7 separate regions of the Mus musculus genome follow, and all the other regions are linked to region 3. A link is a contact called in public HiChIP or PLAC-seq and promoter capture Hi-C data. All regions are on one chromosome and are shown on one strand. Each heading gives the region's core, a stretch centred on a gene start, on an enhancer-like site or on the middle of the called end of the contact. The rest is flanking DNA. Distances are from core to core; before and after follow the strand shown.

Evidence for each region. Promoter capture Hi-C pulls out the DNA fragments that hold promoters and counts their contacts. HiChIP or PLAC-seq counts read pairs in DNA pulled down with a chosen protein or histone mark.
Region 1: a contact with region 3 is called in an H3K27ac HiChIP or PLAC-seq map of embryonic stem cells, with 2.3 times the contacts expected there. The contact joins the enhancer-like site here to the promoter of Bclaf1 in region 3. A contact is called at or near these places in 6 of 484 Hi-C or Micro-C datasets (B cells, the C10 cell line, LSK cells and 3 more) and 6 of 115 datasets of contacts at active chromatin or transcription factors (bone marrow-derived macrophages, double positive thymocytes, embryonic midbrain and 3 more).
Region 2: an H3K27ac HiChIP or PLAC-seq map of thymic regulatory T cells shows a contact between it and region 3, with 4 times the contacts expected there. The contact joins the enhancer-like site here to the promoter of Bclaf1 in region 3. A contact is called at or near these places in 3 of 39 promoter capture datasets (the C10 cell line, hippocampal neurons and liver) and 6 of 115 datasets of contacts at active chromatin or transcription factors (bone marrow-derived macrophages, cardiomyocytes, embryonic stem cells and 2 more).
Region 4: a contact with region 3 is called in a promoter capture Hi-C map of liver, with 3 times the contacts expected there. The contact joins the enhancer-like site here to the promoter of Bclaf1 in region 3. A contact is called at or near these places in 1 of 39 promoter capture datasets (liver) and 3 of 115 datasets of contacts at active chromatin or transcription factors (large pre-B cells, memory CD8 T cells and pro-B cells).
Region 5: a contact with region 3 is called in a promoter capture Hi-C map of neutrophils, with 4 times the contacts expected there. The contact joins the enhancer-like site here to the promoter of Bclaf1 in region 3. A contact is called at or near these places in 2 of 39 promoter capture datasets (hippocampal neurons and neutrophils), 5 of 115 datasets of contacts at active chromatin or transcription factors (bone marrow-derived macrophages, cardiomyocytes, embryonic stem cells and 1 more) and 1 of 9 other capture datasets (macrophages).
Region 6: an H3K4me3 HiChIP or PLAC-seq map of pro-B cells shows a contact between it and region 3, with 2.8 times the contacts expected there. The contact joins the enhancer-like site here to the promoter of Bclaf1 in region 3. A contact is called at or near these places in 4 of 39 promoter capture datasets (the C10 cell line, the HPC-7 cell line, cranial neural crest and 1 more) and 6 of 115 datasets of contacts at active chromatin or transcription factors (cardiomyocytes, double positive thymocytes, embryonic stem cells and 3 more).
Region 7: a contact with region 3 is called in a promoter capture Hi-C map of neutrophils, with 4 times the contacts expected there. The contact joins the promoter of Myb here to the promoter of Bclaf1 in region 3. A contact is called at or near these places in 18 of 39 promoter capture datasets (the 3T3-L1 cell line, the C10 cell line, the HPC-7 cell line and 13 more), 1 of 15 datasets of contacts at CTCF or cohesin (large pre-B cells), 3 of 484 Hi-C or Micro-C datasets (embryonic stem cells, megakaryocyte-erythroid progenitors and pre-B cells), 18 of 115 datasets of contacts at active chromatin or transcription factors (DN3 thymocytes, the SCID.adh cell line, astrocytes and 14 more) and 3 of 9 other capture datasets (adipose tissue, liver and macrophages).

What each region holds. Positions count from the first base shown.
Region 1 is chr10:21,128,577-21,131,692 of GRCm38.p6, reverse strand. The region is part of intron 15 of Myb (myeloblastosis oncogene); the gene reads left to right. Among named protein-coding and RNA genes, the nearest start is that of Myb, 31 kb to the left of the region's middle. Within about 2 kb of position 1,667, at least 12 of the 459 cell types and tissues checked have an H3K27ac peak or open chromatin away from gene starts, as enhancers often do. A contact at or near this core is called in embryonic stem cells, where this site is marked.
Region 2 is chr10:21,075,693-21,078,613 of GRCm38.p6, reverse strand. The region is part of intron 23 of Ahi1 (Abelson helper integration site 1); the gene reads right to left. Among named protein-coding and RNA genes, the nearest start is that of Gm20149, 33 kb to the right of the region's middle. Within about 2 kb of position 1,378, at least 124 of the 459 cell types and tissues checked have an H3K27ac peak or open chromatin away from gene starts, as enhancers often do. A contact at or near this core is called in bone marrow-derived macrophages and thymic regulatory T cells, where this site is marked.
Region 3 is chr10:20,311,161-20,314,060 of GRCm38.p6, reverse strand. It overlaps Bclaf1 (BCL2-associated transcription factor 1), which reads right to left and starts at 1,592. Exons shown (of 13, transcript NM_001025392.1): 1 at 1,457-1,592.
Region 4 is chr10:21,258,072-21,260,965 of GRCm38.p6, reverse strand. No RefSeq gene overlaps it. Among named protein-coding and RNA genes, the nearest start is that of Gm33728, 7.3 kb to the right of the region's middle. Within about 2 kb of position 1,420, at least 15 of the 459 cell types and tissues checked have an H3K27ac peak or open chromatin away from gene starts, as enhancers often do. A contact at or near this core is called in liver, where this site is marked.
Region 5 is chr10:21,053,486-21,056,430 of GRCm38.p6, reverse strand. It overlaps Ahi1 (Abelson helper integration site 1), which reads right to left. Exons shown (of 24, transcript NM_026203.3): 20 at 1,288-1,450. Among named protein-coding and RNA genes, the nearest start is that of Gm20149, 11 kb to the right of the region's middle. Within about 2 kb of position 1,505, at least 93 of the 459 cell types and tissues checked have an H3K27ac peak or open chromatin away from gene starts, as enhancers often do. A contact at or near this core is called in embryonic stem cells and neutrophils, where this site is marked.
Region 6 is chr10:21,224,999-21,227,836 of GRCm38.p6, reverse strand. Gm33671 (a long non-coding RNA gene) reads right to left here. Exons shown (of 4, transcript XR_380153.2): 4 at 1-996. Among named protein-coding and RNA genes, the nearest start is that of Gm33671, 9.9 kb to the right of the region's middle. Within about 2 kb of position 1,411, at least 21 of the 459 cell types and tissues checked have an H3K27ac peak or open chromatin away from gene starts, as enhancers often do. A contact at or near this core is called in pre-B cells and pro-B cells, where this site is marked.
Region 7 is chr10:21,159,499-21,162,334 of GRCm38.p6, reverse strand. It overlaps Myb (myeloblastosis oncogene), which reads left to right and starts at 1,351. Exons shown (of 16, transcript NM_001198914.1): 1 at 1,351-1,639. The coding sequence starts at 1,617.

The DNA.
Region 1 (3,116 bases), core at 418-2,917, 820 kb before region 3:
ACGCAGATGTCCCTGTGGGAAGGAATTCTGACTTTCAGAATCTCATTAAGGATGAGATGAGTAGTATTTTTGTTTGGATGAATTAAATAGAATCGGAGAATTCTTACTCTGGATTCCTTAGACACTATCAATCCATATATATTAGTTTTTTTAAAAGTAATATAAATATCAATAAGATAGTAATTATATGTTATAATAATAAAATATTAAATAAATAATAAAATATATATTAGATTCATCTCGCTGTCTTATTACATCTTCACATTGTAAAATAGAATTTCCCAGGCGCCTTGACCTCAGCAGATACTGTGTGGCTTTATGAATGTAATAATACAGTTATTCAGCATGAGGGGAGCCCACGGGAAATGTTGCAATAATCTAGTTCTGTCAGAAAACCACCTGTGGGCGTGGTCTCGGCTCCTTTCATTTATTGGGCTTTTGCAAAGGGTCTGGATGTTTTTTTTTCAAAGTGCTTTAACAGGATATCCCAGTTAAAGTTTTGACAGACTGTTTATAGCTCACGTCTGCCCAGCGGCAATGAAAGATGCATTACAGGATAAGCAAGGTGACTCTCCTGGCCGCCACAGGAGGATGTAGGGTAGGATTCTATTAACATTTAAATGAATTCAGACAGGCTGACATCTACAGAACACTGGGTTTAGAAGCAGCAAGAATTCACATGCAGAAGCTGCTGCGCCTAACTGCTCTCTTAAAGTAAACAGAAATGCAGGAGTTGAAAACAGAAACACACAGAAATTGAGGTGACAGCATTCAAAAATAGCCCTTAACAGAAAGACACCTAATCCTGGTTTGTCACAGCTATCATGTTCTTGAGAAGTTGCTGTGGGGTCCCCAGTTCAAGATCCTAAGGAAAAAGGAAGCTGACCTTGACAGTCTTTTTTTCTCTTCTCTTCTTCTCTTCTCTTCTCTTCTCTTCTCTTCTCTCCTCTCCTCTCCTCTCCTCTCCTCTCCTCTCCTCTCCTCTCCTCTCCTCTCCTCTCCTCTCCTCTCCTCTCCTCTCCTCTCCTCTCCTCCTTTTCTTTCCTTTCTCTTCTTTTCCTCTTCTCTTCTTTCCTTCTCTCCCCCTCCCTCCCTCCCTCCCTCCCTCTCTCCCTCCCTCTTTCTGTGTATGTGTTTGGGAGAAGCACACAGATGGTATGTTGCAGACAGAGGACAACCTTGGATAGTGTTCCTCAGAGTCTGTCCATCCCACCCTACCATCTCTTTTGAGACACTCCCTGAAACTCATCAAATACCTAAGTAGGCTAGGCTGGCTGGCTAGTGAGCCCTAGGGATCCACCTGCCCCTGCCTTCTTAGTGCTAGGATTCCAAGTGCACACTACCGTGCCAATCCCACCCCCCTTTTAAAAAACACAGTTTCTGGAAATCCAGCCCAGGTTCTTCCTCACTGAAGAGTAAACCCTTTACTCCCCGGGCCATCCCCCTCGCTTGAACCATAGTGCCCGCCTACCTGACCTTGCTCTCCATTCTCGCCATTGGTATGTGTTCTGTTCAGCTTATTACATTCTCTGTGATGTACCTACTGTGTGCCCTCCTAGCTCCCAAAGCTGCTTAGCTCATGCGAGCTGCCTTTCTGCCCACAATGATTCCACACACGCTAGCTTACTGCACCCTATCGTGTGCACACCAAGAACTGCGTGTTCTGACCTCTCCCTAGCCCTAGGCTCTGAGGCTCTGACCTAGCGCTAGGCTCCGGCTTAGCACACGTGCTGAGGAGTCTGGGTATTTTCATTATTGTGAATTTGATCTTTAGACATTCTCTTTTGTAGGAGAACCTGATTATTTGAAAAGTCCCCACAAAGTACTCATGAGAACTATATAGTACATTCTTTATATATTGATTCTATCTTAAATATCTAGTCCTGGAGGAAAGACAAAATATCACTCCAGGGATGATCAACCTGGAGATTTATCAAAGTCACAATTCTTTTCAAATTGATAAGTTGATATGATTCTCTGAACAGGCATGGACAGTTAAGAGTCATCTAACATACCATACAGCAAAGGACGGCTCAGTGTGTGGCCATCAGCAGGAGCAAACATAACTTATATTGTGGTGGAAGCTTAAGAAACTTAATTTGCATACAGGAATTTTATTCTGTATTAAATCAGGCCAAGTAGAAAATTTCTTTTTTTTAGTAGGAAAAGCTCTTAGAAAAAAATAGAAATAAGCCTTTTTTGTTTCAATATGTTTTTTCCTTCATTCTTCCTCCTCCATTCTTTTGAAGATACATGTTTTTGGTAATACACATACATATATATATATGTGTGTGTGTGTGTGTGTGTGTATGTATATATATATATATATACATATATGTGTATATATATGGTGTAATTTTAAATCTACATGCACAGTATCATTAGGTTAAGTTATACAGTAGCCTCCTCACTTAGTCAGTGTTTCTAAGCACTACATATGCTTCTCTGTAGAGGATACACCATTTGATTTGTTGTCTCGTTTTTTGTTTGGTTTGGTTTGGTTTTTTTGAGACAGGGTTTCTCTGTGCAGCCCTGGCTGTCCTGGAACTCACTCTGAAGACCAGGCTGGCCTCGAACTCAGAAATCCGCCTGCCTCTGCCTCCCGAGGGCTGGGATTAAAGGCGTGCACCACTACTGCCCGGCTCTGATTTGTTGTCTCTTAACTGCTCATTATTATATGTCATATTTTGCTGCAAGGATTACAGGCCCTAACTCAGTAATTAAATTGTATTAGTTTAGGTGATATAGTGTGTCTGTTTGATTTCTGTGCTGCACTGGAAAACCTTCGCTCCTGCAAGTTAGCAGGCAGTAACACTCAAGCAGAGGCGCTGGGCGGACTGAAACCCTGCGCAGAGCCATGTGTGTTCGGTCTGTGCATTTGGATCCAGGGAAATACTCATTTTACAGCACTTCTCAGTCTTCCTAATCTGCAACCGTTTAATACTACTACTGTTTTGAATTGTAAAGTATGAATCTGTGTTTTCCCATAGTCTTAGGTGACTCCCTCAACCCTCCCCCACACCCTCAAAGGAGTTGCAATCCACAAGTTGAGAACAGCTGGTTTAGAACCATTTCAAAGGATGTTGTAACTAAGCTTATTGTTAGGAAAAATATCA
Region 2 (2,921 bases), core at 129-2,628, 760 kb before region 3:
TTTTGTGCTTCTGATCCGCCATGGCTGTCATCATCACTGGCTATCATGCTGACCATGTATCTAACAGAATCTTGGGATACAACAAGTTAAATTATTACTAAAAATCAAGGGCCAACATACAGATGTTGCTTTCTTAGAATCTACAGTGGACACGGATAGCGAGTGGGTGACAGACAGAGGGATTGACCATTTGAGCGGCACAGTTGACTCTGGACTTAAACCTCCTGGGACCCCTCTAACCAGAGAGGCCAGAGCACTGGACTATCCTTAGAAACAAGATATAGCCTTGAGACAATGGCAGCAGGTTAGGTCAACTCACCACCTCTGAGAAAAGCAATTGCTGACACACTGTGGCAGGCAAGAGCAGAGGCTAGCCCACTGGCCTTCCCGGGGAGGCAAACACTTGTGTTTTCCAAAACAGGCCTTACTTTAAGTATGTGTTTATGTTATTTTTTTTCCGTCTGAGAAAAAATTTACATCCAAGGTTGGGAAAAATTCTGTTGTTAGTTCAGGTTTTCTGATTTTAAATTTGTTAAGTGCAATTACACAGATAAACTCCTGTGATGTGCAGAAGCGCAGAAAGTGAAACTCATGAGAGCAACTGGTTTAAGTGTAAAATGCAACAGACACAACATGCTAAAATACTATAGTAACAGGAGGAGTCAGAAAGTCATTTCTGTTATCATGTCACACTTCTGGCCCAATTAGGGACGGATAAGAGAGGGAAAGAGAAGAGTGGAGGTTCAAATAAATGCAGGTACAAATCATACAGAGACCCTAAAACCTGCAGAGCACAGAGAGGAGAAGAAAGGTTAGGACAACACAACAGACAGAAGGGGAGGGTGCATGGTGGTGGCACAGGAGGAAGAAAGAAAGGGAAGGGTGACAGGCCACAGCTGGGAATCAGTGATGACTCCGCAGGTGCAGAAGATGGAGGCTGAGCTTTGAAAAGTAAACAGAGAAGCAGGAGAAACTCCAGAGCGGAAGCCCTGAGAGAAGCTGAGAGAAAGCTGAAGCAGCAGCGACAGTCTCTGAGGGAAACGACTCAGACCGTCAGGAGGAAGGAACAGTGCAAGAAACATACAGGCTGCCTGTTAGCGGGAGGCAGGGTTAGGATGAAAGGGACAGAGGGACAGTCATGGAAGCCCCATTCTCTCAAGAAACACAAGCCCAAGTCCAAACCCCTCCGCTGAGGTCTGTTCATACAGAGTAGGCCTACAGCTAACACAGGACAGAGGCCGTAGACAGAGAGAAAGGGGGATCTATACAGCAAGATCATGAAAGTGAATATGAAACCTGATGTGTGTGTAGAGCAGCGACACTGAGTGGCAGGCCAGGCCTTATGTCAGAAGGAACTGGACCCGGTACGGGTTAGGCTCTGTGCTGAGCTCCCACGCAGGAAATGCCAGCATGCAGTGGCGGCCTGCGAGCACTGCAAGAACTTGCTATCCAGGCAGAGCTCTCAACACGGAAGAGGAGAACACCCCGCTTAGGGAACTGGGTGTTAGGAGACCTTGAGCCTCGGGCTCTTGTGTAGAAAGAATAGATCATGTTAGAACTTTTGAAATTATGTTCATTTTGAAGAGAATACTGAAGTAGTGTGAAAACGTTGAGTAGAAAAAAAAATCAGGAAATAAATAGATACAAAGGAAAAATTCTCAGCACAGCCTCAGCACCCAGACAGTGAGCCCACACCTGCTGATGCTGCTGTTCAGGGGCGCGTGCTGAGCCTCAGCATCCAGACAGTGAGCCCACACCTGCTGATGCTGCTGTTCAGGGCCACACGCACTGACTATTTATACCTACCTTCTAGATTTATCAATCGCATCTTTCCACTCATATGCAATATGCCAAAAACATGACAAAAACTGTGTCCAATGAATAATGAGTACCTGACAATTGATTATTTAAGTGTTTCACAATTTTATCAAAAGATGGCTTAGTCGGCCATCACTGCAAAGAGAGGCCCATTGGACACGCAAACTGTATATGCCCCAGTACAGGGGAACGCCAGGGCCAAAAACATGGGAATGGGTGGGTAGGGAAGTGGTGGGGGGAGGGTGTGGGGGACTTTTGGGATAGCATTGGAAATGTAATTGAGGAAAATATGTAATAAAAAATATAAAAAAAAGAAATAAAGATAAAACCTGAAAGTGAAAAAAAAAGTGTTTCACAATTTAATAAATTCCTTTTAGAAGAGCATCCACTGAAACAACAGTCTCAATTGTGCTGCGCAGGTGGGCTTAACCATCAACCTCCCACTAAGAGGCAAACAGCTGAGCCAGCATATTGAGTCAGAGATAATTTAACCAATGCTTTCCTCATAAAGACTGAATTAAAATTTTCTCTTAGACATCCACTTGAAGACACAGTCTTTTAACTGACTCTCTCCCTTGTCCTCAAATATTTCCCTGCTGTCTAGTAAGGGACATATTTAGTTTTGAGATGGAGTTTCCCTAGTTGGCCCAGAACAGCTTTGAACCCCTTGCTCTCACCACTCTTCCAGCTTCGAACATGAGCAACTGGGGTGACAGTCTTCATCACACATAGCTATGTAAGAATTGTGAGAACCGTACACTCACATGCTCTCTTTCATGAAAATAAAAACAAACTTACTAGCAAGCTTGCATCCATGAAGAGCGACTGGACTGTACACAGGGACATACATCTATGAGTGTAACCCACTTCCTTGTGTTCTCATAAAAATTATATTTCCTATATTTTGAAACTTGCTGTCATTTTTGTGATAAAAAATGATGTTTCTTTCTCTGATGATCTCTTGGAGCTTTCTATACGCTACACGTACAAAATCATTAGGAAAATTCTATATGCTACAGGTACAAAATCATTAGGAAAATTCTATACGCTACAGGTACAAATCCTTTAGGTAACATTCTTTTCTAGCCCAGCTGCTATTTAAA
Region 3 (2,900 bases), core at 343-2,842:
ACGATTCCCTTTTAATACAAAAATATATATGCTGTACCAACAGGATGTGAGTCTGAAGTGACTAACAGGTTTTTTTTCCCTTTCAATTTTTCTCCTTTTCAATTCTAATAGAAAACTTTAAATTTAAAGGTAGAAAGTACAGGTCCTCACTTTAACTAGATAAACTTAAAATATGTTGGGTATGAATTTGCACATCTATAACCCAAACACATATATACATGGAGAACCCGTAGTTCGAAGCCACTTGGACCCAAGAAGATCGTCTAGGGTACAGAAATCCAATATTCTGGTCACTCCCCAGACCAAGAAAACAAATCTTAAAACTCAGCTGGGGTGACGAAGAAGTGACGAAAAAAAAATACTATTATCCCACCACTCCCGAAGCTAAGGCAGGAGATTAACTGGGAGTTCAAGGCCAGCACTGAGTGACAGAACTATAACCTTCTTCCTTCACCCATTTATCCCCCCAATCACCGCTGCCAATATCCTCAATTTCTAAAGTGTGCTAACTCTTACCAAAAAAGGTAGCCGGGGCGGTGGTGGCGCACGCCTTTAATCCCAACACTTGGGAGGCAGAGGCAGGCGGATTTCTGTTCGAGGCCAGCCTGGTCTACAGAGTGAGTTCCAGGACAGCCAGGGCTACACAGAGAAACCCTGTCTGGAAAAACAAGAAAAAAAAAAAAAAAAAAAGGTATGTCAGCGCTTGGATTACTGAGAAAGGGCCCCTCTCTTAGTCGCATCCCGCTAGAAACTGGAACTACGCACCTACTGATCGGCTACAACAGTGAGTTGGTAGGGAGCCAAAACGAAAAACTTTGGCGCCAACACCCAGGTGTCTGCTACAAACAGATCGAAAGCCTTCATCTGATTAAGCCTGGCCTAAACCGACATATGTACCCCATAGAGGCGAGGGAGGCGGCTTAACCGCCACGCACGACGTGGCTGATTCCGTTGCTTAACTTTGTCGCAGCTCGCCGTTATCTCCTCCGAGTCCCAAAGGCTAGGACCAGGAAGGAAGACGCCTCCCCCAAGGCCAACAACAAGCAAGGCTCGGAAACTAACACACGCGGCGGCGTTGCCATGGGCAGGGAAGAAAGGGGAAAAAAGCACGCGTGCGCAGAGCCCTGGGCCGGGCGCGCGCAGGAGTCCCAGCCGAGGCCGTGGGGGAAGGGTCGGCGAGCGGTTTGCGCACGCGCACGCCGAGGCCTCCCGGGCTCCGGCCCCGAGCCAGGTTCGCAGCCCGGCCCGCTGGTGGCGCAGCTCCCCCATCCCCCCACCCCGGCGGCCCGCGGCGCCTTCCAGACCCGAGGGAGCGAGGAGGAAAACGCACGAGTAACGGCTCGGGGTCCCCGTTCCCGCCGCCGACCCGTCACCACGCGTCAGAGTTGTCGATACCCAACCGCCCTGTCGCCTCGGCTTTCTCCTTTGAGTGACTCGAATGCGGCGCGAGGCCTACCTGACACGCCGAAGCACGATGTGCGTGCAGGGTTTACCTCCGTGCTAACTACACAGCGGCCATTTCCCGACTCCAGAAGGAGAGGAAGACCATAGAGGCGGCCTCGTCGCGCTAGCTCGGCTCCGTCACTTCCGACTTGGGGCGTGGCCTTCCAGGCCGCTAAATCGCTAGGCAGGCCCCTCCCACCGTCCCGCCCAGGCGCGACTGGCGAACCGCGGTTGAGTGTAGCCCAAGGCTTTCTGGGAAGTCTCGTTGCCCGGTCTCGCGAGGTGTAGCCGACAGGGGGTGGGACAAGGGTGGGGCGGGCCCTGAAGGGCTGGCTGGCTTCTCCGCAGGCGGCTCGGCTTTGTTCGAAGAACAGTCGAGACTGATGTCCCCTGACTTCCGAGCCGCTGTTAGCGAGCCTGGCTCCTTCTGAGGCGGCGACCCAGAGCACGCCAGAAGCTCTCTCACTGAGGAAAAGGCCGGAAAACCGACGACGCAGGGCTGCGTCTGCCCGGAAGCGCCGTCCCTCGGACGCCTAACATGACAGTTACAAGGCAGTCTCTGCCGAGTGGCTTCGGGTGAACTCGCCCCCCGCCCCCTCCCGGGCCGATCGTGAGACTTGGATCGGCTGGGCGACTGCGTCACGGAATGGCTCTTAACTTCCCGGGCGCCGGAGCCTGGCCCCTGAGGCTTTCTCAGAGTTTTGTACGGATCCGGAAACCTCACGCCCTAACTGGATCTGCCAGAATCAGATTATAAACGAAGAAGCCAGGATTGAATTGAAGCAAGTTGCAGACATATTTACCTGCTGTTCTTACCAAAGCAGGACCACTCAAGGGACTAAAGCCGTTATTACGGTGTGATATTTTAGGACAACGTTAAATTCCTTGAAGGATTTCAAAGCTGTAATTGGCAGCCTGTCAGTTAAGTTCAGCATTAGAGTTTGATTCTGATCTTTAACCTTGTTCAGGGCAGCCTGTCCTCACAATCCACTCCACAGTGGAGGAAGTACCTGACTGACCAATGAATCCTGATTTTGATTGTATTTTAATTGGGCAATTGCTCCGCACCCAGCTCCCACTACCATGGTGGAAGCTATGATCTGCGCTATATGCGGGACCCTGATAGGTCTAAAGCATAAAGTAGGAGCTCAGAAAATACTTGTCAAGTAGGTGAGCTGTATTTACATGAAGCACAAAGACAGCACAACTGTGCTATTTTATATTAATGAGACAGCAGGGGCCAATAGCTCTTAATCTATTCAAAATACCAAAATCTAATCACTTTGAAGCTATTAAGTCCTGTGCAATTCTAGTATATGTTGGAAAGTTATCTTTTCATCTAAGGCAATATAATTTTTCGCTCATTAGATCCCCTGTGCTGGGCACTGAACCCGCAGAACCTGCCTGGTACGCGCTACACAATTGTTCAGCCACAGAAGTACACCTTCCTAACCTAA
Region 4 (2,894 bases), core at 171-2,670, 950 kb before region 3:
AAACAAAATCCCAAACATTCAATTCACCAAAATGAAGATATAGGAGCCAGATACTGTGATAAAAGCCTGCTAGCTCAGAGAAGCAGAGAAAACACCCAGCTGACCTTCCTACTCCACCAGCATCCCGAAAGGAAAATGTTCCCTCTCCTTCTTTTCCATGCTATCTTAAATACCCTCCAACTCAAAGACACTCCTCCCTCTATCCTGGATTTTCTTATGTTCACTCTCTGTCAACCGTTGCTTGCTCTGCCTCTTAACCTATAGTTAACTTTATTTAGCTCTTCTTTACAGAAAGCTCTTGGGCTATAGGTGTATGCTAGGGCTGAGACACACCACAACAAGAAACACATTTTTTTCCAGTTCACAATCCAGGGTTCACAATGTGATCAAATGTCCTGCAACAGGAAACCACCACCCAAAAGCTGAGCTGGTCAGAACCTCAAAGCCTAGCAAAGCTGGGGCTCAGTCTCAGAGCAGAGGCCCTGCCTAGCTGCTACAGGTCCCCGGAGCCCAAGGGAACTGGAACTCAGACCTAAGGCAGAAGTGCTGCCTACCTGGTTGGGCACATGTGCCATGAGCTCAGCTTCATCTTGGACTGTACTTACTGCGGGGACTCAGAAATAGCTTAAAACAAAACAAAACAAAACAAAACAAAACAAAACGTGTTTACTGTGCTTATGAGATGGCCAATAAAACCCATGTTCATCAGTGATTACAGCCACTATTATAGTGTTTTCTTCCTGGTCTGTCAGGGTCCTTTCTTCCTCTCCCGCTCTGCCTTCTCTCCTTCTCTTCTCTCCAACCCCTTACTTCTCTTCTCTCCAGTCCTCTTTCTTCTCCCTTCCCCTCTCCTCTTTCTCTTCCTTAGCCTCTGTCTCTCTGTCTCCTTCCCAATGCCCAGGAGCTCAAAACAGAGATATATGCCACTAAGTACCAACCCAGAAAGAATGAAGAGAAAAAAAGTTACCCCTAATTTTTAATTGCTAGCTTAAGAAAAGACAACTCTAAACAGGGTGAAGGCACCATTTCCACATGGATTGTTACAGAGTTCAAAGTCTCATAAGTCAAGATGGGTCACCAGCTGTACAATAGACTATCCCTGCTATCACAGAGATACAGAAATTGTCACCACACGATGATGAAAGTTTGTTGCACATAGTGACAGTTCCCACCCAGTGAGATAAAGCCAGTGTGTCAGGGTTAGAGACATAGTTTAGAAGACATGTTCTTCCACAAATACTAGATCCTTCCCTCATTGGTGTGCGTGTGTGTGTGTGTGTGTGTGTGTGTGTGTGTGTGTTTTGTTGTTGTTGTTGTTGTTGTTTTACTAGGGATTGAACCTGGGGCTTTATCCTGTGCATGTAAAGCAGGCGTTTTAATACTGATCTGTAACCTAGAGGTTACATTTTGATATCATCAGGTTGTTCATTAACTAGCTATTGATAGTTTCTGATTATAATATAAACTCTTGAGTGTGATTCTGAAACATCTGTATGTACTCACTAATAATACAATAATATATACCCCTGATAGAAAAAATGGTTTGTTTAAACTATATGATGATTCAACTAGGCATTGCAAGCTGTGTCACATGTGGAAAACACAAATCACAAATATTGAAAGTAATTTAATGATGTTCACCGAATCCCTTTAGGGTCATTCACCTCTTGAGTGTGGAACTATGAAAAATCAACAATTCAACTTATGTTTTGCTACTTAAAAAAAAATGAGGTGTCTAAAACAGAAGAGAAATTGGGTCACCAGATTCTATCCATAAATTTCACTTAAAACCTTTTATCTTAAATTAAATTAAATACTGCTTTATGGATACTCCTTGTAGTTAGAATCTTTAGAAGTTTTATTGATACTAACGAACATTAATCGTCTAATCATGCCTCAGATGCACACAAGTGGTGTCAAGTGCAGAGTGCTTTTAAATGCCTTGAAAACCACCACTACATATGCTCAAGAGCACCCTGCAATACTGCAGTATATTCTTGCTACTGTGATTCACAGTAGTATGTTTTAGATCAATATGTGAATATATGTAAGTGGCCCACCTGGTCAATATTTCTGCCTGTCTAATTATTTACACTCTAAGTATAAACTAAGCATGACACATTTGCTGCGAACAGCAGTGCTTTCTGTGGAGAAATGTTTGTAAGCTTTGCGACATGGTCTTCAGGATGCCTGTGCACAGTAAGAGTGGCTGGTGGCTTTGTTTGTTTGGTGAGGTTTTTTTTAGACAGAGTTTCTCTGTATAGCTCTGCCTGTCCTGAAACCGTGTAGACCAGGCTGTCCTCGAACTCAGTTCCGCCTGCCTCTGCCTCCTGAGTGGTCGGATTAAAGATGTCTGCCATCACTGCCTGCCTTTATTTATTTATTTAAGCTATTATTTTTAAATTGGAAAACAAAGTTTGCAAAACACTAGAGAGAAGAAATAATGAGTTTTGTTTAAAATTGTTTTGAAGATTTTTTAAATGTTATTAATTTGAAACATGGAAGATTTGTGTGGCATAAAATTTACATGGAAAAAAAACTATGCCTGGGAGTTGAAAGTATGGTTCAGGCACAAGGATACACACACACACACACACACACACACACACACCCCACACACACACATTCACACATGTACACATACACACACACCACATACCACACACACACATACACACATTCACACATGTACACATACACACACACCACATACCACACACATCACACACATCACATACCATACCACACACACTACACACACATCCCCACACACACACCCCCCACACCACACACACACATTCACACATGTACACATACACACGCATACCACACACACCACATACCACACACACACACCACACATACACACCACACATACACACCACACATACACA
Region 5 (2,945 bases), core at 256-2,755, 740 kb before region 3:
TGTCAGGAAGTTACAAGTGGGAGAGGACTTTAAAGCGGTCTTAAGTCTATTTGGGAGTTACCTTTCCTACAACTTCCTTTCACCCTGCCTAAAGCTTTCTCCAGTGTGCATTTTCTTTAGCCAAAGAACTCGCCTTGAGGAGAGTTTACAAGCTATTAGTTCCTTACAGAATACACAAACCAGGGACAAGTAGAAAATTAAAAATTGTGTTGCAGGAGACAGAAAGTGGGTACTTTTTGCACTCCTTGGCACTTTTAAGGGGAGGAGGGAGCTGCAGCAAGACAGACACCAGCCTACAGCTTTGGGAAGGACCAGTGGGCAGTAAGTGGGGGGGGGGGGGGGGGGTGTGTGACATTAAAGGGAAGTCACTTCATCTAGATGGAGCCTAGCATGACAATCAAGGAAGACATTCTTTTTCCTCCTTTTAATTTTAAAAAATATCCTTTTACTCTCAAATTCTGGAACTTAAGCCAGGAATTAATAGTCCATTTATTCAGTCATAATATGTTTTAAACGGGGCTTCAAAGATTAGCATGAAAATCAATGATTAGGAATAAATAATTGTTTGCAGAAACAAAAGGCAATCAGAACCAGCATATCAGTGTCTGTGTACGAAAGCGTAGCTGATGTCGCTCAAAGTCCTTATTTCAAAGGCGAAGAAGTCCCCTAGGTCAGTATAAGCTGCGCGTGGGCTGCAGGTCTCCCAGCATGCCACCAGGCCAGCAGCGGCAATTAGGACAGGTAATTAGCATGCATTCCGAAGAAGCAGCCCTGCTGGGTGCCCCTCCTCCAGGACAGTCCACCTTGGGCTCCCTGCGGTAGCCTAGTTTCAGCTTTCAAAAGCCATGTCTGCCTCACTGGGAAGTGTTTGTGCTCTCTTCTTCTCATTTAGTGAACTTGAGAAGGAACAAGCCCCGCTCACTGGTGTTGCTACGGAGACCCCGGCCAGAGCTGAGGTGGACACAGGTAGAGTGGGAGCTGAGGGAGCTGAAGTTCCTACGCCGCTAATCAACCAACAGCCCCTGTGGCGGGAGCAGAGCTGGGCAGCTGCCACAGGCTCCCCGGGCATGACAAGGGCAGTCAGCAGGCACTCCAATCTCAGAGCTGAGTAGCTCTCTGGCATACTAGTGCATCGCCTTTTCAGTTTTCCCATCATGAGGATGAAAAATATTCCATGCTAAACATAAGCAATGGTCATATAGACAATACATGCATTAAAGAGTAGTGAATGATCACATCTTGGGCTCCGTTCTATCATAGTGTACCAGGAAGACTGCGTGCACTTACTTTCACTGGCCACATGATTAGCTGGAAAGAACCCTTCCTGCCCCTTTCTTACGCTGCCGTACCACCAGTCTTCATTATCTTTGAAATACACTCGGATAATGTCTCCACGATGGATGGTTAGTTCATCTGATCGGCTGGCTGTGTAGTCATAAAGAGCCACTACCTAAGAGAGAGATAAGACCACCACAGCTTTATCACAACTGTGCCACAGAAAAAGCCCCAACACTCACTTCCTCTTGCAGAAGAGCAGCTGAAACCAAAGCAGGACTTTGGCAAGTCTGAGGCTGTCTCAGGGGTTGCTAATAGGATCAGGGGTGGTGGGAACACAGCAGGAGAAGCAAGATAAAAGACTGTGGGATTGAGAAATGGCTAAGAACATTCAACACACCAAGATTAGCTTCAAAATACCAGATGTTAAAGTTTGAAAGTGTGAAGCAAATTAAAAAAAAAAAAACCAAAAAAAAAAAAAAACCCAAAAAACAAAACCCATAACACACCATTCCCTTAAGCACTTTATAAAACTCCTTTAGGTCCTGTCCTGTGTGCTAAGCAGATGCATCTGAAAGAGAAAAATGCAGGTTATCAGCATTACAAAAAGGAAAGGCTCAATGGGACAACCTGGCCATTTAATTCCGTTACCATCCCGAGTTGACTGCTCAAGTCTCTTTTTGAGAGAAACTTTTCTTGAAAAACAGCTTTTGATATTTTTATACCAACAGCCTAAATCTCCTGACTTCCCTGTAAAGGCTGATCTTTGTTAGCTAGGAACTAAGAGGAGAAGTCCTAAGACAATCCTCTCCTTTGTTTTATGACACTACCCCTTATATTTGATTTGTTTTTGTTTAAAGAAAAAAAAAAAGCACAAGTCAAAACTGGTGCTGCTGCCTGGCTGAGGGTTTAAAAGCCCTTTCTAGCATCTGGGGGAGCTCAGTCCACCCAGACCCGGTGCACTGTAGAGAGTGGGGCACAGCGGCGTGCATGCACATGCCATTCATGTGTATAAATATGCTTACTTTACCATTTTTCCCAAACAAGGCTTCAAAATGTCCATGTTACAAAACTGTATCATGGAAACACACCGCTGTAGGTCTTTGTAACTAGGCTGATGGGTTCTTTCACTGACTATTTAAATCCTAATGTGCATGGTGTTCCACCCTCGATTAGAGTTCACGAACTGACAATATGTATGCTATATTAACACATAGCATTAATATATCAATAACTGACATTAATATATCAATGCCTGATGATAGATATCTTAGTAATGGATATTTAGCTTTCACTAAATTTTCATAAGCATCCACTGATGAAAGAGTCTCTTGAGAGACAGGGTTCCATAAGACAGGCCTGGCTTCAGATTGCCCACTATACCTCTAATGGTATATACCCAATGATCAATGGTATATACCCAATGATCAGTGGATGCTTTCTTAGTATCCAATGCAGCACATTATAGTATTATGAAGTAGTAATGAAACAGTTTTATGGTTGGGTCACCACAACATGAGGAAGGAACTGTATTCAGGACTACAGCATTAGGAAGGCTGAGAGCCCATGCTCTGAAGCAATGGGACAGTTCCTGGAGCATGTCACCATGGTATTATTGCCATTTAGGCACAGACTTGTTACCCAGCGAGGCAATGAAGTGCCTGCCAAGT
Region 6 (2,838 bases), core at 162-2,661, 910 kb before region 3:
TCTGAGAAAGTCTCGGAAGCCTGAGAAAATGGCAATTTGCATCCAGTCTTTTCCCGACAAATGTACCTGCTTCTGTATAAAATGGTGAGTCTCCAAGATTATGTTACTGTTGATTATTTTAAAGTTGGGTCGGATAGAGAGTGTTCAGATGTCTGTCAAAGAAAACTATTAAGCCATACTATAATCTCTCCAGAAAATGGAAGAGCAGGCTATTGTGAAAAGAGGTCAAAAGCTTTCTTGAAGTTGGTATAGGAAGGGCTTCAGGACCCCAAAGGATGGATAATCAGAGAGCGAAGATGCAGGTACAGCACTGGTCTTCTAACACTGTTGGTAGGGAATGATTGCTGTCACCACACTGGTTGTGTGACCTGGAGACCTACCACGTTCCAGAGTTAGCTACAAATCTTGATCAAACGCCATGAAAAATATATCAATCAACTTTGTCTACTGTCCAAACTTAATAGACACATTAGTGGGAAAAAAACAGAATAAATATTTCCTTGAGTAGACTCGAAATTATCTGGTGGCATTTCCCTTACTGTCTTAGCCACATTTCTCATCTCCACGACAAAGCACCCAACAGAAGTTAGTTTTAGCCCACAGTTCAGAGGGTGCCAGCCACCATGGTGTGGAGGCATGACAGCCAGGGAGGCTCTGTCTCTGGTGGCAGGCGCTTGCAGCGGGGCTTATTCAGGCTGAATAAAACAAAAGCAGATATTATGCTCAAGGCCTGCCCCTCTCCTCCCCTTGTATCCCATCTAGGCTAGCTACAGCACAAATCCAAATGGTCTCTGGACCTCTTAAAACAGTGCCACCAACTGGGAGTACTTATTCCAACAAATGAGCTTGTCAGGATATTCTGCTTCCAGTTTCAGACCTCTGTCGTTTATACTGGCACCCTCACGAATGCCATTCAGGTCAGGCCTTGAAGAGATGAGTGAGCACTTCCCAGCAAATGTAAGGACGTAGAGCACAACCGCTGGCACTCTGAGGCTTCTTTCCAGAAAGAAATTGACAAAAAGAAAAAGAGAGTCATAAGTCGATTTCCAAAGTATCAAAACTAAGCTCTCTTCCCCTTCCAGCGTTAATAGTAAGACAGATACCAATGTAAGACCAAGATAGCACTAACAAATGAGCTGAGCATTTTACTTCTGTCTAAAAAATAAATAGAGACCTCTGAGGCCCAGGTTTGCGGCCACTGTTCTATGTGACAGGACACCAGATGCTTGGTCACAAAGGAAACTGGGTGAGAGGAAATGTCACTTGGGACTCCATGAAAGCACACGGCATTGGATGTTTATAAAATGGTTTTTTTACTTGTCTAAATATTTCTGAACCATGGTCTCCCAGGCACACACACTGAGCTGTTTTTTCCTAAAGTCGTGTTTCATTTGCACAGACTAACCACATTTTCATCTGAGAGTCTCCATATGACTAGTGAAGCAGAGCCCCGAGGTTATGATTTCGGGAGTATCTGTGGCCTTATGGTGCTGACCGGATCTGCTCCACACACGAGTCTAAGTGTGCTCTCGGGTAACTGCTAGCCACCTCAGCCTCCCTCCCTCCCTCCCTCCCTCCCTCCCTCCCTCCCTCCCTCCCTCCCTCCCTCCCTCCCTCCCTCCTTCCTTCCTTCCTTCCTTCCCTTTGGTCAGAAGGGGTGGATTTTTGAGACAAGGTCCTCCTACATAGGGCTGGCTACCCAGGAACTTACTATGTAGATTAGGCTAGACTTAAACCTCATGGGCAATCCTCCTGCCTCTGCCTTCTCAGTGTTAGGACTATAGGCATGTGCCACTATACCTGACTCTTCCTTTTACTTTTTTATGGGAGGAAGCAGGGAGTGTGTCTGTGTCTACAAGCACATGTTTGGTGTGTGTGTGTGTGTGTGTGTGTGTACACGCGCGCGCACACACACACACACACACACACACACACACACACACGCACAAGTGCATGCTTGTTTGCTAACACATATGTGGAAGCCAGGGGCTAGTCTGATGTGTCACACTGAAGATACTCTTCACAGTTTTGGGGTTTTTTTTTTTCTTTTCTTTTTTTTTTTTTTTGATACAGAATCTCTTTAAGGCCCAGAACTTGTCAAGTTGGGTAAGCTAGCTGTCACCAGTCTTCAATGATCTTCCTGTTTCTGTGTCTCCAGCACCAGGATTACAAGTGCAGGAACCATGCCTGACTTGCTAAAGTGTAGGTTCTGGGAATTAAGTTTAGTTTTTTAAGTTTGCCAGGGAACTACTTTTCCAACTAAACGGTCTCCCAAACCTGCTTTCCTCTTTTATTTTTATGTTTTAAGATCCTTTATTTAACTAGAATTATATGGAAAGCTGTGTGTTTTTAAAACACCCAGTGCGTTTACATTTCTAAGAAAGCAGGTGGTAGTCAGGTGTGGTGATGCACGCCTTTAATCCCAGCACTCGGGAGGCAGAGGCAGGCAGATTTCTGAGTTCTAGACCTGCCTGGTCTACAAAGTGAGTTCCAGGACAGCCAGGGCTACACAGAGAAAGCCTGCCTCAAAAACCAAAAAACCAAAACCAAAAAAAACCAAAAAGCATTTACATTTCTAATTGTTAAAAAATGGGTTTCCCCCCACACACTGGATTGTTGATTAACAGCCCCCGACCCAACAACCATATCAATGTTTATTAAATTCTTGTACCAGTTTAGCCTGGAATGTCCTCCACAGGCTTGTCCTTCAAATACTCGGTTCCCAGTTGGTGGCACTACTTTAGATTATGAGACCTTTCGGAATCGGGACCTGTGGCAGATAGGCCTATGCCATTGTGAGTGGGCCCTTGGTGGTTACATCTGCCTTCGACTCCAGTA
Region 7 (2,836 bases), core at 102-2,601, 850 kb before region 3:
CCTAAAAGATTAAAGGCAAAATAAATTGGTGTGTATTGAGAATGAAAAGAAAAATCCCCAAGGGTACTGATTTATAAACAGAAGTAACACTGAAAGTCCCCTGAAATCCCCCAATCACCAATCCTTATAAATTCAGCACTTTGCACATCGCTCCTTTGGGAACCTGTAGTTAAAGTTACAGGGATACCTTCGCTGACTTGTGGCTGGTAAACTCTTCAAATTACACCCAACAGGGTCCTTACTGTTTAGCTCAATGGTTCTCAGCCTTCCTTTAAAGGGTCTCAGCTGCGACCCTTTAATACAAGTTTCTCATGTGGTGGCCCCAAACATAAAATTATTTTCATCAGTATTTTATAACTGTAATCTTGCTACTTATGAATCATAATGTAGAGATCAGATATATATCAAACGTACAAGATAACAGTCGAGCAATCCCAAGTGGGTCGGGACCCACAGGTTGAGAACCAGTGGTATGGGTTTGGTTTAAAAAAAAAATGAATCAGGAGTGCACAAGTTCCTGAGAACTGCTAGGGGTTGTTTGTTTGGGATCCAGTAGGTTTGTCCAGCAAGTGTTTGACGCAGGACCCAGGACCCGAGCGCACTCTGCAGAGGCAGAAGTGCGTGGTAGGCACCTCCTAGGGTGGGTGGGCCCGGCGTGTGTCTAAGTGAGGGAGGAAGGGCTTATGACAAAAAGCCGGTGGTGTGTGGGCTGCAGGATCTGGGAGGAGATTGAAAAATGAGCCCGGGGCTCGATCTGTCAAAGGCTGTAGCCACAGGGCTGACTGTATTTAAGTATCCTTTGTCGCTTACCAGTGAATTAAAGATGTCCCTTTAAAATTAAAACATGAAAAACTGGACCTAGTCAAAAATCGTTGGGGGTTGGGGAAGTACGCTCACTCTATTCAACCGATCATCCCTCACACTCTCTGCTCCCGGGTGTGTTGAAGTCGGGGCGCAGTTGAAACCCTGAAGGCAGAAGTGTGTCACCCAACCCCATCGAGGTGCCCTTGAATGGAAGCGCTGCTGATTCGGGCTCGGGAGCCCCGGAGCCTACGGAGAGGAGCGACCGCGTAGCCCCGAAAGCGGTAACAGCGGGACCCGGTGTGAGCCGGCGCCACCCGGCCACGGAGCGGGGTTTGCGCAGGAAAAGGCGCCACCGCGGCCCCGGCCGCCCCTCCCCAGCCCGGGCTCCCCGCCCGCCCGCCGTCCCGGCCGCGCTGCGCGCCAGGAGCAGCTCCGCGGCGCGAGAGGCGAATGGGAGCGGCGGCCAGGCGGGCTGCAGCTCGGGCGACCGCGGAGGCGGCGGGCAGGGCGCGTGCGCACTGCAGGGGCGCCAGATTTGGCGGGAGGGGGAGTGTCCAAACCTCTTTGTTTGATGGCATCTGTTTACAGAGTTACACTTTAATATCAACCTGTTTCCTCCTCCTCCTTCTCCTCCTTCTCCTCCTCCTCCTCGGTGACCTCCTTCTCCTCCCCTTTCTCCGGAGAAACTTCGCCCCGGCGGTGCGGAGCGCCGCTGCGCAGCCGGGGGAGGACGCAGGCAAGGCGGAGGGCAGCGGGAGGCGGCAACCGGTGCGGTCCCCGGGGCTCTTGGCGGAGCCCCGGCCCGCCTCGCCATGGCCCGGAGACCCCGACACAGGTAATGGGGAGGCTGAGAGGGCGGCCTCGGGCTAGGGCGCGCGGGGATCCAGGCATCCCGGAGCAGGTGGGAATGCCTTCCCTGTTGGTTTGCGGGGCTGTCAGCCAGTGGCAGAAGACACTCGGGAGAAGGATGAATGGAAAACTCTGCGAGAAGCGCACGGGTATAGTGGGAAGCATGCCCTGAGGCTCTTTTTTATTTTATTTCCCTTTTTCTTTCTTTTTTCTTTTTCTTTTTGCAAGTTGCTCGGGGATTCGTTTCTCTTTGGGGGGTGGGGTGGGGGGGGGGCTCGGCACTCTTCAGCCGAGGACTGAACGGTTCCATCAGACCCGAGGAGCCCACCAGGTGTTTGGCTTGATGCCCCGAGTGTCGGCGAGGGAGTCGCAGCCTAATTGCTGCATGCATTGAGGTGTGTTTGCACTTGAAGAGCATATGGCAGATATAGGGAAAGGCCGGGTTGTTTAGTAGCTGCAGGTAGTTCATTTAAATTTCATTCATTCATTATGGAGGCGAGAGAGGTGTCAGCTGACAGGCAGGCAGCTGCAAAGATTTTAGGGGGACAAAATGGGTTTGCAGATTGTTTTAAACCCAGCCGTTTGAAGATTCTTGTACTTGTTATGGAAGAAGCTTTTGCAAACACTGCACGCGCCCGCGTCGCACATGTCACCGCACCGGCCGAGATGATGCGTGCACTCTCTTTCCATTTTGGCCCCACCTTCGGGAAGAGGGATCCTCTCGGAACTGTCAGTTGCTGGCGCTCAAGTCCGGCCCGACTCGGGGTTTCCCGAGGACACGCCGGGGCTCCCAGAGAGCAACAGATGCGGGGCTTAGCTCGGTGGCGGTCGCCACTCGGCGCAAAGTGCTGGAGGCAGGCGGCACCCAAGGCAGCTGCAGTGCACCCCGGGCGATGTCGCCGCTCTTCTCCTGGGCCGCGCACACGTGGAAGCAGCTGAGGTCGCCGCTGCTCCCAGCACTCTGCTCCAGCTGCTTTTGGTGGCCCGCCTCTGGCAAAGCCACCGACCGACCGACCCTAAGGAAGATTCGGGGGGGGGGGGGGGAGTCCGCGGAGACACAGTCTATCCGCGCCCGCCTTTCCACTCGTGGTTTGATTTTCGCTAAACAATCTGTTCTCTCTCTTTCTTTCCTTTCTTTCTTTCTTTCTTTCTTTCTTTCTTTCTTTCTTTCTTTCTTTTTTTT